2 separate regions of the Mus musculus genome follow, and region 2 is linked to region 1. A link is a contact called in public HiChIP or PLAC-seq data. All regions are on one chromosome and are shown on one strand. Each heading gives the region's core, a stretch centred on a gene start, on an enhancer-like site or on the middle of the called end of the contact. The rest is flanking DNA. Distances are from core to core; before and after follow the strand shown. Region 1 holds the start of Apex2 (apurinic/apyrimidinic endonuclease 2). Region 2 holds the start of Kantr (Kdm5c adjacent non-coding transcript).

Region 1 (6,172 bases), core at 2,668-5,167:
TGAATACAGCAATTTACCCCATTTGACTATCATGTCAGAATTTTATGTGGTACTTCATAAATATGTACAATTATCACATGTAATTTCAGAATGAAAAAAAAAATATATACTCAAAGTAATCATTATTTTTTTCCATAAAAGAGACTACCTCTGGTGCCAAACTCCCAGTTTTGGCTGGCTGGGTGAACGGAACAAAACTGGGGCCTATGGTTTAGAGGGAACCTTACCAGACTACTTGCATCGCAGTGGTCAATGGGTCGGTGGGCTGTATTCAGGTCCCCCAGGATTATCACGTGACTGAAAAACACAATGTGGGACTGTCAACTGGACATTAAGAAAGAGGAGTCCCATATACTTTTCTCCCAGGGCCAAGAGCACAGAGAGGCTTACCTCCCACCTATAGGCTTAGATACCAATTATTCATAGCAAAGTGCCTCTTCCGTTCTCCCATCTTGAACCAAATACTGAGCCGCAATGTTGACACCATTCTATATGATGCTATGGTCTCTACCTAATGCCATCCTTCTCACCCTTCAAATACCAGCTCAGATACCACTTCCTGGAAGAAGTCCCCCTTGATTACCCTAACCTACTCCCACTTTCCTGTCTATCCTTGGAACTAGGCATTTACTACCATCACCTTATCTTATCCTCAAAGATCTTCTACAGGGAAGGGATTCACACAGGCATTTGACAAAAGACTGTTAACAGAGAGCCTTTGAGGTTACCAGTAAGGGAAGAGACAGAATGAGTGGCCAGAGTACAAGGCTCAGAGTTCATGTCACTTTACTCTGTCCTTCCAGTTCTTAGGACAACAAGGGCTGTCAGTTCAGCATGACAGTATTTGATGCTAGAGTAGAAAGGACCTCAAAGACAAAATTTTATGTCCTATCATAGAGCATGGCACAGGCCAACCACCAAGATGTGTTCAACCAAACCTGGCTGTCTAGATTGACAATATACCTGCCAGCTGCCAGGAGCGCTTCTGCTCGCATCTGGAGCAGGCGATAGAAGCGCATCTTGAAGGTCAGCCGCTCAGGCTTCCCAGGATCCGCGTGAGGGCAGTACACATTGATCAGGGTCAAAGTCTTCTCCTTCCCTTCCAATGTGCTGGGAGAAAAGAGCCCCACAGAAGAGGTCAGTTTCAAGTCTCCCCTTCATATCCACCCACCATGCAGATTCTAGTTAATGGTTATCCATGGGATGAACAAAAAACGGTTAGGAGAAATAAATGAGCAAGTCTTGGGGGGATGGACTTTGGATAAGGCAAGGAGGGCATAATACCCAGGTAAACTGGGTATAATGCAGCCATTTATGACTATAAGATACCTAGAAAGAAACCAACTTAGGATGATGAGTTCTGTGCTGGCTAAGCTATTTTTGAGGAGCCCATGGTAATTAAAAAGCTATTCTTTCAGGCCAGTCTCCCTCTGTAGAGAGGGGAACACAAGGCTCAGAAGGAAGCATGAATTTTCCAAGATCACTCAGCCCAGCCTGGACTAAAATACAGGAAGGCAAGTTTGGGAACATTTTTATAGCAACTGAATACCTATAGAATGGGCCTTATATTCTAGACACAAGGACTAGAACCAGTGATGGCCTGTAAGAGGAGGATATGGACTATTACCGGATCTTGTGCTGTGTAAGGAGGGCCCGGCCCTCACTATCCAGAACCCGGAGTTCCTCTTGCGTGAACTCATCCATGTTTCCATAGCAACCAATATCTCCATTCAGGGTGGCAAACACACCACTCAGGCCTTCTTCAGCAGCTACTGGGGTAGCACTGTCCTTACAGAAGGTAGCCACACCTGGGGACGGACAAGAGCATTCTGAACGGGGTCAGCAGCCAATATATCATTGTACAGCCTATCCCACTCCAAGTGTATCCATATAAGGAACAGCTTTGGTTATCTTTGTCAAATTTAACTGTTTCAAAAATGTAAGGACAGCCAGGCGTGGTGGCACACGCCTTTAATCCTAGCACTTGGGAGGCAGAGGCAGGCGAATTTCTGAGTTCGAGGCCAGACTGGTCTACAAAGTGAGTTCCAGGACAGCCAGGGCTATACAGAGAAACCCTGTCTCGAAAAATCAAAAAAAAAAAAAAAAAAAGTAAGGACAATCCTCCTAACTCAGGGGCCATACATGGCTCTGTAGCGTCTTAAAGCATCTGAGGCCTCAGTTTCCTCTTAAAAAGCCACAGAATAGGGCAGTGGTGGCGCACGTCTTTAATCCCAGCACTTGGGAGGCAGAAGCAGGTGGATTTCTGAGTTTGAGGCCAGCCTGGTCTACAAAGTGAGTTCCTGTCTCGAAAACAAAAAACAAAACCAAAAAAAAAAAGCCACAGAATAATGTTATATTTTACAAGAACAATAATAATGTATTTTACACATACATAGCAAATGCTGATGAAAAATTAGCTATCATTATTACCTCATGCAAGACTATGTCTAAACCCTTGTGAGAGCCTAGAAAATAACCATTATCCTTATTTTCTCAGTGAAAAACCTGAAACACAAAGGTAAAGTAACTTGTCAGAAAACACAGAGAGGATGTGAGCCAGGACTTGAACCCTGGCAGTTAAGGTCCAGTGCTTATACAGTTAACTCAGAAGAAGTACATTACTATACTTCTGAGGGACAAAAGGAAACTTCGGTGCATAAATATGAGGTTTCATATGACCTAAAATTAGCAGCATTTGCTTTGGAAATGAAAAGTCAAAATATGTTACCTTCTTATTAAATACCAAAACACTCCTTTTCTCCATCACCAATGCTAACATAAATACCCCCAGAAGACCTCATTTACCAGAATAGCCACTACGGCTGCGGCTGAAGCTGAAATAGGAGTTATAACCCTCAACAATAGCCAGGGGCTCTGTCAGTACATCTCCTAAAAAAAAAAAAAAGAAAAAAAAGTAAATATAAAGTCAGAGGTAAATTAGCACCATGGACCCATGAAAGACTGGAATTACAGTTATAGGTTAGCATACATCAGAGCTGTAATTGAGGGTCAGGAGAAGTGTTTATGTTGACAGGAGCTAGAGAGATGGGAAAGTCAGGAAAGAAAATTATATTCAAATTAGATAGGGAAGCAGAGGAGGGCAAATCAGAGCTAAGTCTTGTGATTTAGATTAAAGTACTCACAGATGCTGGCAGTGGAGATTGGGGACCTGAAGGGTGGGAGGTAGGAGAGGGAATTAGGGAATTCGAGCTGGGAATTATGGGAGAAGAAATTAGGTCTAAATTTGAGGTAAGATATCAAAGAGGAATGAATCTAGGGCCTTGAGGTGGAGAGAAAAGAGGAATTGGAGATATGGGAAGGAGAAATTAAGAGTCTGAGCTAAAGGCAGAGATTAGGTGGGGATTAAGGACTGAGGTGGGGGCAGGGATGGAAAACTGAGGTGTTTGGCTTAGAAGAATGAAAGGAGAAAATTCAAGGCCCAGAGTTCGGGCTATAGAATGAGTGGGAATCTGTGTATGAGGGTTTCAACGGGGAAAGCAGGCCAGGAGTCGGAATTAGGGGTTCTAGCTGGGGTGGGGTTGTTTAGAAAGAAAAGGATCAGGCCTTTCAGATGGGTATAAGGGCAGGATTCTAAGTATAGGAAAACGAAACGCGAAATGAGACAGAACAAAGGTTAGCATCAAAAGGAAAACACCGTAGAGATCTTGGATTCTCGAATGCTCACTGGTCACTTTGGTCTCCTGGAGACAGACAATATCAGCATCCAGCTCGTCCAAAACGCGTCGCAAGGCCGTGGGACAGCTGCTGGGTTCCTGGCATGCAAGGCCTTGCAGGGGACTCCGGATCCCATTGATGTTCCAGCTTACCACGCGCAGCATTTTGGTAAACGGTACAGTTTCCCAAAGGAAGCTTAGGCGGGCAAATGCATTGCTGCCCGGAAGTGAGCTGGCTCCCCGCCTTCCTCTCGCGTTTCCACCGGGCGTTCTCACCTTCCCCTCCGCCCCCTCCGACGGCAGGACGCAAGCAGGGCGGGACTTCGAGTTCAGTTCTCTTAGGCGGGAGACGGAACTAAGGTGGAGGCTGTAGGAAAACCGGGCTTGATCAAACGAGCCTGTCACCCCAGTACTCAGGAAGCTGAGGCAGGGTCAGTAATGAATTCAAGGCCAGCCTGGGCTACATAGCAAGACCCAGACCAAAACCTGGGAAGAGTAACTGGTGAGAGGCGCGTCTCTGGTTGGGCTCCTTCTCTTCTGGCCGCATGCTGGCCTGGACGCCCGAATCTGACTGCTCTTCTCTACTACAAAAGTACCCCCTGATGCGCCAGGTTACTGACAAATGGGATTTTGTCCCTTTGTCAAGGGGCAGGCCTCTGGGGAAACAAGCTGAGCCAACGCCCTACCCGGATCGAGACAGGACTCTGGCTTTAGTGAGCGGCCCCTGGCGGTGGCTGAGGGGCTTCTGCAGACCCTGGAGTCCTTTTGGGCAGTGGCGAAGGGAACTTTCTCCGTTAAGCAATTAAGAACCTAGCTAGCCTCCGTTTTAATGGAGTCTGGAGGAAGGAGACTGCCTCAAATCCTCCCTGTATAGCCATGTTTGTCTTGACTCTCAAAGCATAAGACAGACTTGCATTTGGCTCCATTTCTCAGATGAGCAAAATCGAGGCCTAGACCATTTAAGCTCCAGAATAGTATCATTTCCCGATGCAGTTATGGTTTTCCTGTCTATACCGTGTCCTTTCATTCTTAGGATAATCCAGGAAGAGGCACTGAAGCTAAGTAGAAGTTGAATAAATTCGTCTCAGCCTCACAGAAGTGGTAGAGCCAAGATTTAAACCCTTCTTAATCAGGTAAACAATTGATTTTTTTTTTGTCCACACACCTCTGTGTTTACGTCTTTTCCTGTGGGCACCACTGCACTTTATGGTCCATGGCACAGTATTTACCACAGTGCACAACCCCCATTGATTTCCGTTGTCACTAGACTGCCAGCAGCCTGAATGCAGTGGCCATCTCTGACCCACCTTATATGATAACGGAATAAATATTTAGCAAATGGATGAATAAGCAGGGCAGTAGGGATGAGTTCTCGACTTATTTTTTTGTGACCACAGAAACAGAATTAACAGGAATCGCCCTATTTCCAGGAAAACTATAACTTTGCATCCTAAGGGTTTTTTTTTTTTCCACTGAAAATTGCTACAAAGTTATTCCCATTCGAATGCACACACCCTCAGAATTTCACAGCCTTTGAGCCATCGTCTTCATGGCTATACAGAGCCACAGTAGGCTGCCCCTCCCCCACCCCACCCCCATCGGACTTAAAGGTCACTAGTTACTGCTATCAGAAAAACAGCTCTGTAATTCAAATTCTGTGCCTTGAGCTTTTCCATGCTTTGGGAGTTACTGACTAAAGATCAAATCCCAGGAGTGGGTTAATTAGGACAAGGGAAATGAACATTTTTCTTCATGTCACCAGTTGCTTTCAAGCAAGGGATTTTGCCCATACTGCACTAAAGGCAGATAAATATAAAGCTTTGTCCCAAAGAAATCCAGATCTTGCTCACCTCAATAGCTGGTTTTCATTTCTCCATTCTCCAGTGGCTTGTTAATATTAGTACTGACCTTTGGGGCACGGTGAACAACACATGGTTGGACTGAAGAGAAAAGTCTCTGGGTGGCTCAGGAACTTCTTTGGCAAGTACAGCAGCTAATATTTCAACACTGCACACACCCCTTAACAAGGGTGCTTCCTCAGCCTTCCCAGGAACCAACGGATGTCTCCCGGTTTCCTATTTGATGCCACCCACCGGACCTGCTTTGGGGGTCTGTAAATGCAAGAGAGCCATTGGATAATTAGCGATGGAAGAAAAAGCCTCTAAGAGAGCAGGTAGGTGAGCATAAAGGAAAAGTAGACAGGTCTTTTACAGGTCAAAATCCTTGCTTCAGGCTCCTTGGAAGATTTTTCTCTGCATAGGAATTTGGTTTAGCTACTTCAAAGGGGATGGGAGAGTTGGGGAATGATGATATGCATATGTAATTCAACTGTCGACATTTTATTTTTAATTACTTATTTTATTTATTTGCATTCCAAATGTTGCCCTCTCCTTACTATCAGTATTTTAAAATCCTCTTGTACTTGACTCTTTAGGACGCTAGCCTAAAAGACCAATCCCTTACTATCTTTGAAATTCCAATTTTTGTTTGATTTGATT
Region 2 (6,172 bases), core at 1,533-4,032, 1.7 Mb after region 1:
ATTATTTAAGTTTAAAGAAGTCTGCTTATTCATTTCTAATTTATCCACGTGACCAACATTTAAAGAAAGCCTGTCAAGTACCAAGAAGTGTTTTAGGTACTACAGACCCATCAGTAAGTAAAAAAAGAAAAAGACAAAAACCCGTCCCCTTTTCTAGAGCTTACAATTGAGTGGATAATTAGACAACAAACTACAAATACAATAGAAGTAAATAACATACAGCCATACACTATATAATGAAGTTATGGTCAACAATGGCCTGCTTAAATGACGTTCATCCCATAAAATTGTATCCTCTGTGATGTCACAAAGGTCTTAGTTTGAGTAAGCACTCTATATTTTTGCGCAATGACAAAATTACATAATGATATTTTCCTCAGGTTATATTCCCATTGTTAAGCAACACATAACTAACTGTACGATGTAAGAAGATGGAATGCAATGGGAACTAATAAAGTTGGGTTAGTGTTCAGACTAGAATGGAGTTGTTAAGCAGGATCTTCATGGTAGATCTCAACAAGAAAATGACAACAGAAACCTGAAGTGAGGGAATGAGATCTGTGGATAATCTGGGGAAGAGTATTTATTTGAAAGGGAGGGGAAGGCCTAATACATTGAAATAACCTTAAGGAGGCTATTATAGGTGAAATGGAGTAGGAGGGCAGAGTGGTAGGACATAAGGCTAGAGGAGTTACTAAACAAGGATATTCATTTATACTCGCTTTTTTAGAAATCTAGCAACCAAACAAAGAGACATATACATACACGTTCTTTTGTTTAGAACTTTATGAAGAATTACTCATCATTTATGGAAAAGGAACTATATCCTATATATGGTTTCTGAGTCACCACTCAATCAATACACATGTAGCTGTCACATGTACAAGTCAGATACATGAAATAATGTGTAAAATTATTTCTTTTAGTGAAGTTATATCAAAGCATTTACGTATTGAAGTGCATACTGTTTTATTATACATTGTTCTTCAGCCCCAACACTCAGGAGGCAGAGTTTGAGGCCAGCCTGGTTTACAAAGTGAGTTCCAGAACAACCAGTGCTGTACGTAGAGAAACCCTGCCTTGAAAAACAAACAAAAAAATTTCTCTATTATATTACAATTAAAATGTCATTATAAGCTGTGGGAGGATTGTGTATGCAGAGTCTACTTTTTATGCTCTTCATTAAAAAATAGTGAAGGAGGCAAACTACACATTATTAAAATAGACTATTGGGTCTATAGTTGTCAGAATGACAAAGGTATAGCAAGAATATGGAAAAATTAGCATAGGAATGGGAAGAGAGTTGTGATACTTGACAGGGAGTTTCAAAATGTCTGATCTAGAAGAACTCCTAGATAAGGACAGAAAAGATGCTCAGGCCTACAAGGGGATATAATTAGAAGATCCTTGGACTATCTGTGGTGACCAACATTACATAATGGCTATTAAACTGTTTTGTAGCCCTGGTGGTGGTGCATGTCTTTAATCCCAGCACTCAGAAGGCAAAGGCAAGCTGTTCTCTGTGAGTTCAAGGCTATCCTGGGCTACAGAGTGATTTCTAAGACAGCTAGGGCTGTTACACAGCAAAACCCTTTCTTGAAAAAAAAACCAACAAAATAAAAATGTTTTGGTGGGGTTGGGGGGGGGCAAGACAGTGTTTTACATTGTAACCCAGGTTTACTTTGGACTCATTATGTAGCTGAGGCTGATCTTGAACTTGTGGCAATCCTCCTGAATGCTGTGAATGTAGTCATGCACCACCATCAAAGCTGGCTGAAAAGTAGCTTAATATAAATTTCTCCCCATCCTTGGTGTTTCTACCTGTTTAACAGAGAAGGCCAAGAAACAGAGACTCCTCAATGAGACTTACAAGTAGCTCAAGACCAGGCTCCAGTTTTGTGCCCTACCTTTGGGCCACTCTCATTGTTATATATATTGTACCTCCAACCACATTAGGGATAGGAAAGAGTTAGGTTCAGTGTGGAAAATGAGAGGACAGTAGCATTCAAAAAAAGGTCCAGTGGGGAGAGGGTCAGAGACAGACAAGGGTGAAAAAAAGTCAGAGACTAAGAGAATCAATATTCTTTCAATCACAATCATAATTATTTATTGAAAAAAATTTTAGGGACCAAGCATGCGCATTGGCTCAGGTAGAGACAGACCCCCATTTGGCAGATGATGAAACCAAGACCCAAATGAATAAAACGGATAGTTTAAAATTTCATAGCTGGTTTCAAGGGGTCAGGTAAGGATTAGGCCTCCTGAGTCTGGGATATCTTAGTACGTCTCAGAGAGAGAAAATGTTGGGTAGAGGCAGATATGGAGTCAAGACTAGAACACAAACAATCACGTGAGCAGCAGACCTGCACGAAATCTTTTCCCCAGAGACCGGGATTGGGAGGCTCCCAGAGGGTGGGCACGGGTGGTGGGTTCAAGAGGGTAATACTCACCTGGGTACCGTCTGGAGAGGATGCAGGGGCACTCGCCTTCTTTTTTTGCTACGCAAAGGATCCTCCACCACCCACGGACCTAGAGTCGAAAGGCCGCCCAGGTAAAAGCGCGCCAGGTCCCTCCCCACACGCGTTCTGGGCCGTTCTCTCCCCTCCCGCCGTTTTCTAACCCACCACCCCATCTTTACTGCTTCTCTTGGGATACCTCTAGTCTCCGTAGGGTCTAAGCTGCCGCAGGAGAATGGATACCTGGCCCACAGCAAGATCTCGCAGACACGCAGACGCTTCACGCAATGCTCCACCGAACCCTGGCAGGATAGCGATGCTCCACCACTTACCACGGGCTCCTCAGCTCCCATTGGAGGATTGCCCTCCTGCCTTCCCTGAGATTGGTTGGAATTGGAAGCACCTACGAAAACTCCACCCTCTCGAGGGTGTGATTGGCTTATGTGCCAGCCCTTCCGTTAACAACACTGGTCAGGAAAGGATTACTGCTCAGTCCTTTTGCAGGTCTAGAGGACTGGGCCTTCGGGGGTTGTTTGTTAAAACGCAGGAAACCCTAAACCAGGCTAAGCACAAATCACTGAATAGAATTATTACTTTCGTGATGTCTTCTTTCTTTCTGTAGCCACACTGCCTTTACACCGTTTTGCTTAGAGACACTGCGAATGTACTTCCAGTTTCCTATAGCTCCACACCCACTTGTAGGAGTTTCTGAGCTAGGTTTCTCGCTTTCCCTGTAAGCATTGTTCCTAATTCCATCCATGGAGAATAAGGTGATCCTACTTAGTAGCCCTGGCTGACTCGCCCTGTAAACCAGGCCTGCCTTTGCCTCCTGAGTGCTGGGACTAAAGGTGTGAGCCATTTATACCCGACAGATTTTATTTCATTTTTTAATTAGGTGTGGTCAGTCTTCACATAAAAGAAGCTATGGCCTAAAGAGGCAGACTCGATGAGGCATTGGTAGTACGATGGTGAGCACAGCTGCCTTCCAACGAGGCAAACTTAGTGGTCTGAAACTGTGCAACAATTATTTCGAATAAAATCCATCTCTCTTGTCTTCTAAAGGAAGGGAAGACAGGAAGGACCATTCTATTAACAAATCTTAAATTTGAGTAGCACAGATCCTCCAGGAGAGCCTGTGGGTGCAGCTTGGGGCAGAGAGGAATAACTTGGATGGGAATGAATTTACATCTTTGTTTCCCCTCTCTGTTTAGGAAATTTAGCATGTTTTCAATAAAGGACGTAATATTGGTGACTGTTACCAGTAGCAATCAGAGAGATTTGTCCATCACAGTATAAATTTGCAGCTCTTTCAAATATGTAATCTCTGAAATATATAATTAGTGCTTTAAAATCATGATAAGAGGGAGCCGGAGAGATAACTCCATGGTTACAAGTGCTTGCTGCTCTGGTAGAAGACTGGAGGTTAGTTGCCAGCATGAATGTCAGTTGCCTGTAACTCCTCCTCCAGGGTACCAGATATCTTCATCTGCTATGAAGACACCTTTGCATAGCACACATGAGTGCATGCACAGGAACAAATACACATATAAATAAAAGTAAAATAAATCTAAAATCACGATAATCATTGTAGTCTTTAAACCAAAGCATCCTATGATTTAATGGATTGATGAGCAATACATATATGACTCTAGCACATTTTTCTATTTTAATATTTCAATAGTTGGCTTTCTAAATTCTAGATGTGATTTTTCCAATTTTAAAGGATTTTTTTTTTTTTGTGAGAAGAGTTCTAGGTCACAAAAGAAATCAATGACACAGAAATTGAAATTGGCTCTTTAAGCTTTTCCCTTTCTTACTCTCTAGCCCTCCTTTTCCCTTTCCCTTCCCCCCTCTCTCCACGTGGCCATGGCCGGTTCCTCTCTCCTTCTACCTTCTCTCCTTTCTCCCTGTCTTTCTACAATAAAGTGCTAAAACAAAACAAAGTTAAACTTGATCTAGTAGCTCCAACAGGACAGAGACATATTTTCTTTTGTTTACTTGCTGTATTCCTATTAGTCTAGTATGAGGCACGTAGTTGGTACTCAATGAAATGTGTATTAACAAATACTTGCAAGAACAAATGCTGTTTTTGTTTTGTTTTTGGTTGGGGTCTTTGTTGTTGTTGTTGTTGTTTTGTCTTGTCACCTGAATCTAGTTTTGTCCCTGACAATCTGATTCTGTCTTCAAAAGTAAATGGCACTTTCATGACACCGGAAGATCTTGGGACCCTCACACCTAGTAGCAGGGCCCTTTCTTGCACAGGGCTGTAAAATGAAAAGTCCACCAAAACAAGTAGTTTCAATGTGAGAAGAAGCCCTGGGGAGCATGGGGCCCATCATTATTCATCCTCCTGGTTTCTGTTTATAGTCCTAGGTAATAATGCTCATGTTTTCTGATGCTTGCTATATGCTATATTTTAGAGCTAGGTTTGACTTTGAAAACATTCTAACTGGGCTAGAGAGATGGCCCAATGGTTAAGAGCACTGACTGCTCTTCTGAAGGTCAGGAGTTCAAATCCCAGCAACCACATGGTGGCTTACAACCATCTGTAATGAGATCTGATGCTCTCTTCTGGGGTGTCTGAAGACAGCTACAATGTACTTACATATAATAAATAAAATAAATCTTTTTAAAAGTAGCTACATCTTATCAAAACAAAACAAAACAACATTCTAACCTTCCTTTTGAAGATCCAGGCTGAGAAAGGAGGGTACTGGTAACAAGATGCCACTCTGGGTGAAGAACTTTCTCTTGTTCCATACTTCATCTCAGAGCATGAGCACTTTGGCCAACTGTGTTAGACCCAAAATGGGCATTTAAGTGTGTCCCACAAGACCAGGGTCCTTTTGGGGGTAAGGTGGCTAAAGAAGAGCCTCAAATGCCATAATGAAGTGTGGTGGATTTGACTTGTGGGGAGAATATGATGCAAGACTAGACTTCAAAGACTAGCTTCATGCTTGCTGACAGGAGCCTGGTATAGCTGTCCCCTGAGAGGCTCTGCTAGAGCCTGACAAATACAAATGCAGATACTCACAGCCAACCATTGGACAGAGCAACAAGGTTCTCAATGGAGGAGTTAGGGGAAGAACTGAAGGAGCTGAAGGGGTTTGCAACCCCATAGGAAGAACAACAAAATCAACTAACTGGACCCCCCCCCAAGCTCCCAGGGAGTAAACCAACAACCAAAGTGCATACATGGAGGGACCCACGGCTCCAGCTGCATATGTAGCAGAGGATGGCTTTATCTGGCATCAATGGGAGGGGAAGTCCTTGGTCTTGTGGATGCCTCAGTGTAGGGGAATGTTAGGATAGTGAGGTAGGAGTGGTTGGGTGGGTGGGGGAGCACCCTCATAGAAGCAGGGGGGAGGGGAAATGGGATAGGGGGTTTGAGGAGAAGCCAGGAAGGGGGATAACCCCCCTTTTTAATTTTGAAATATAAATAAATAAAATAACCAATAGAAACAAACAAACAAGCAAAATATCCCAAAGACTAGCTTCAAAGCTAGACTCAGTACTGAGATCTTGGACAAGTTGCTACCCCTGAGCTAATTCTCCCTGAATAATTGGGCTAAAGTAGTAAGTGGGAGGATTGAGACCTGTGAGAGGGGATGAGGGAATTACACCAGTTAGGACAGATTGAGGCAAGAGGAACTAGGCTTGCTCCCTGTTGGACTGACAGCTATTGCTGCCAAGCTGACTTCCTTGCTGGTCCACTC

The links. HiChIP or PLAC-seq counts read pairs in DNA pulled down with a chosen protein or histone mark.
Region 2: a contact with region 1 is called in an H3K27ac HiChIP or PLAC-seq map of microglia, with 5 times the contacts expected there. The contact joins the promoter of Kantr here to the promoter of Apex2 in region 1. A contact is called at or near these places in 6 of 39 promoter capture datasets (the SN4741 cell line, cranial neural crest, frontonasal cranial neural crest and 2 more), 2 of 115 datasets of contacts at active chromatin or transcription factors (large pre-B cells and microglia) and 2 of 9 other capture datasets (adipose tissue and liver).

The regions. Positions count from the first base shown.
Region 1 is chrX:150,584,238-150,590,409 of GRCm38.p6, forward strand. It overlaps Apex2 (apurinic/apyrimidinic endonuclease 2), which reads right to left and starts at 3,918. Exons shown (of 6, transcript NM_029943.2): 1 at 3,686-3,918; 2 at 2,806-2,889; 3 at 1,628-1,808; 4 at 964-1,110; 5 at 228-297. The coding sequence starts at 3,839. It also overlaps a transcript of Pfkfb1 not described here.
Region 2 is chrX:152,324,711-152,330,882 of GRCm38.p6, forward strand. It overlaps Kantr (Kdm5c adjacent non-coding transcript), which reads right to left and starts at 2,783. Exons shown (of 3, transcript NR_040270.2): 1 at 2,700-2,783; 2 at 2,451-2,529.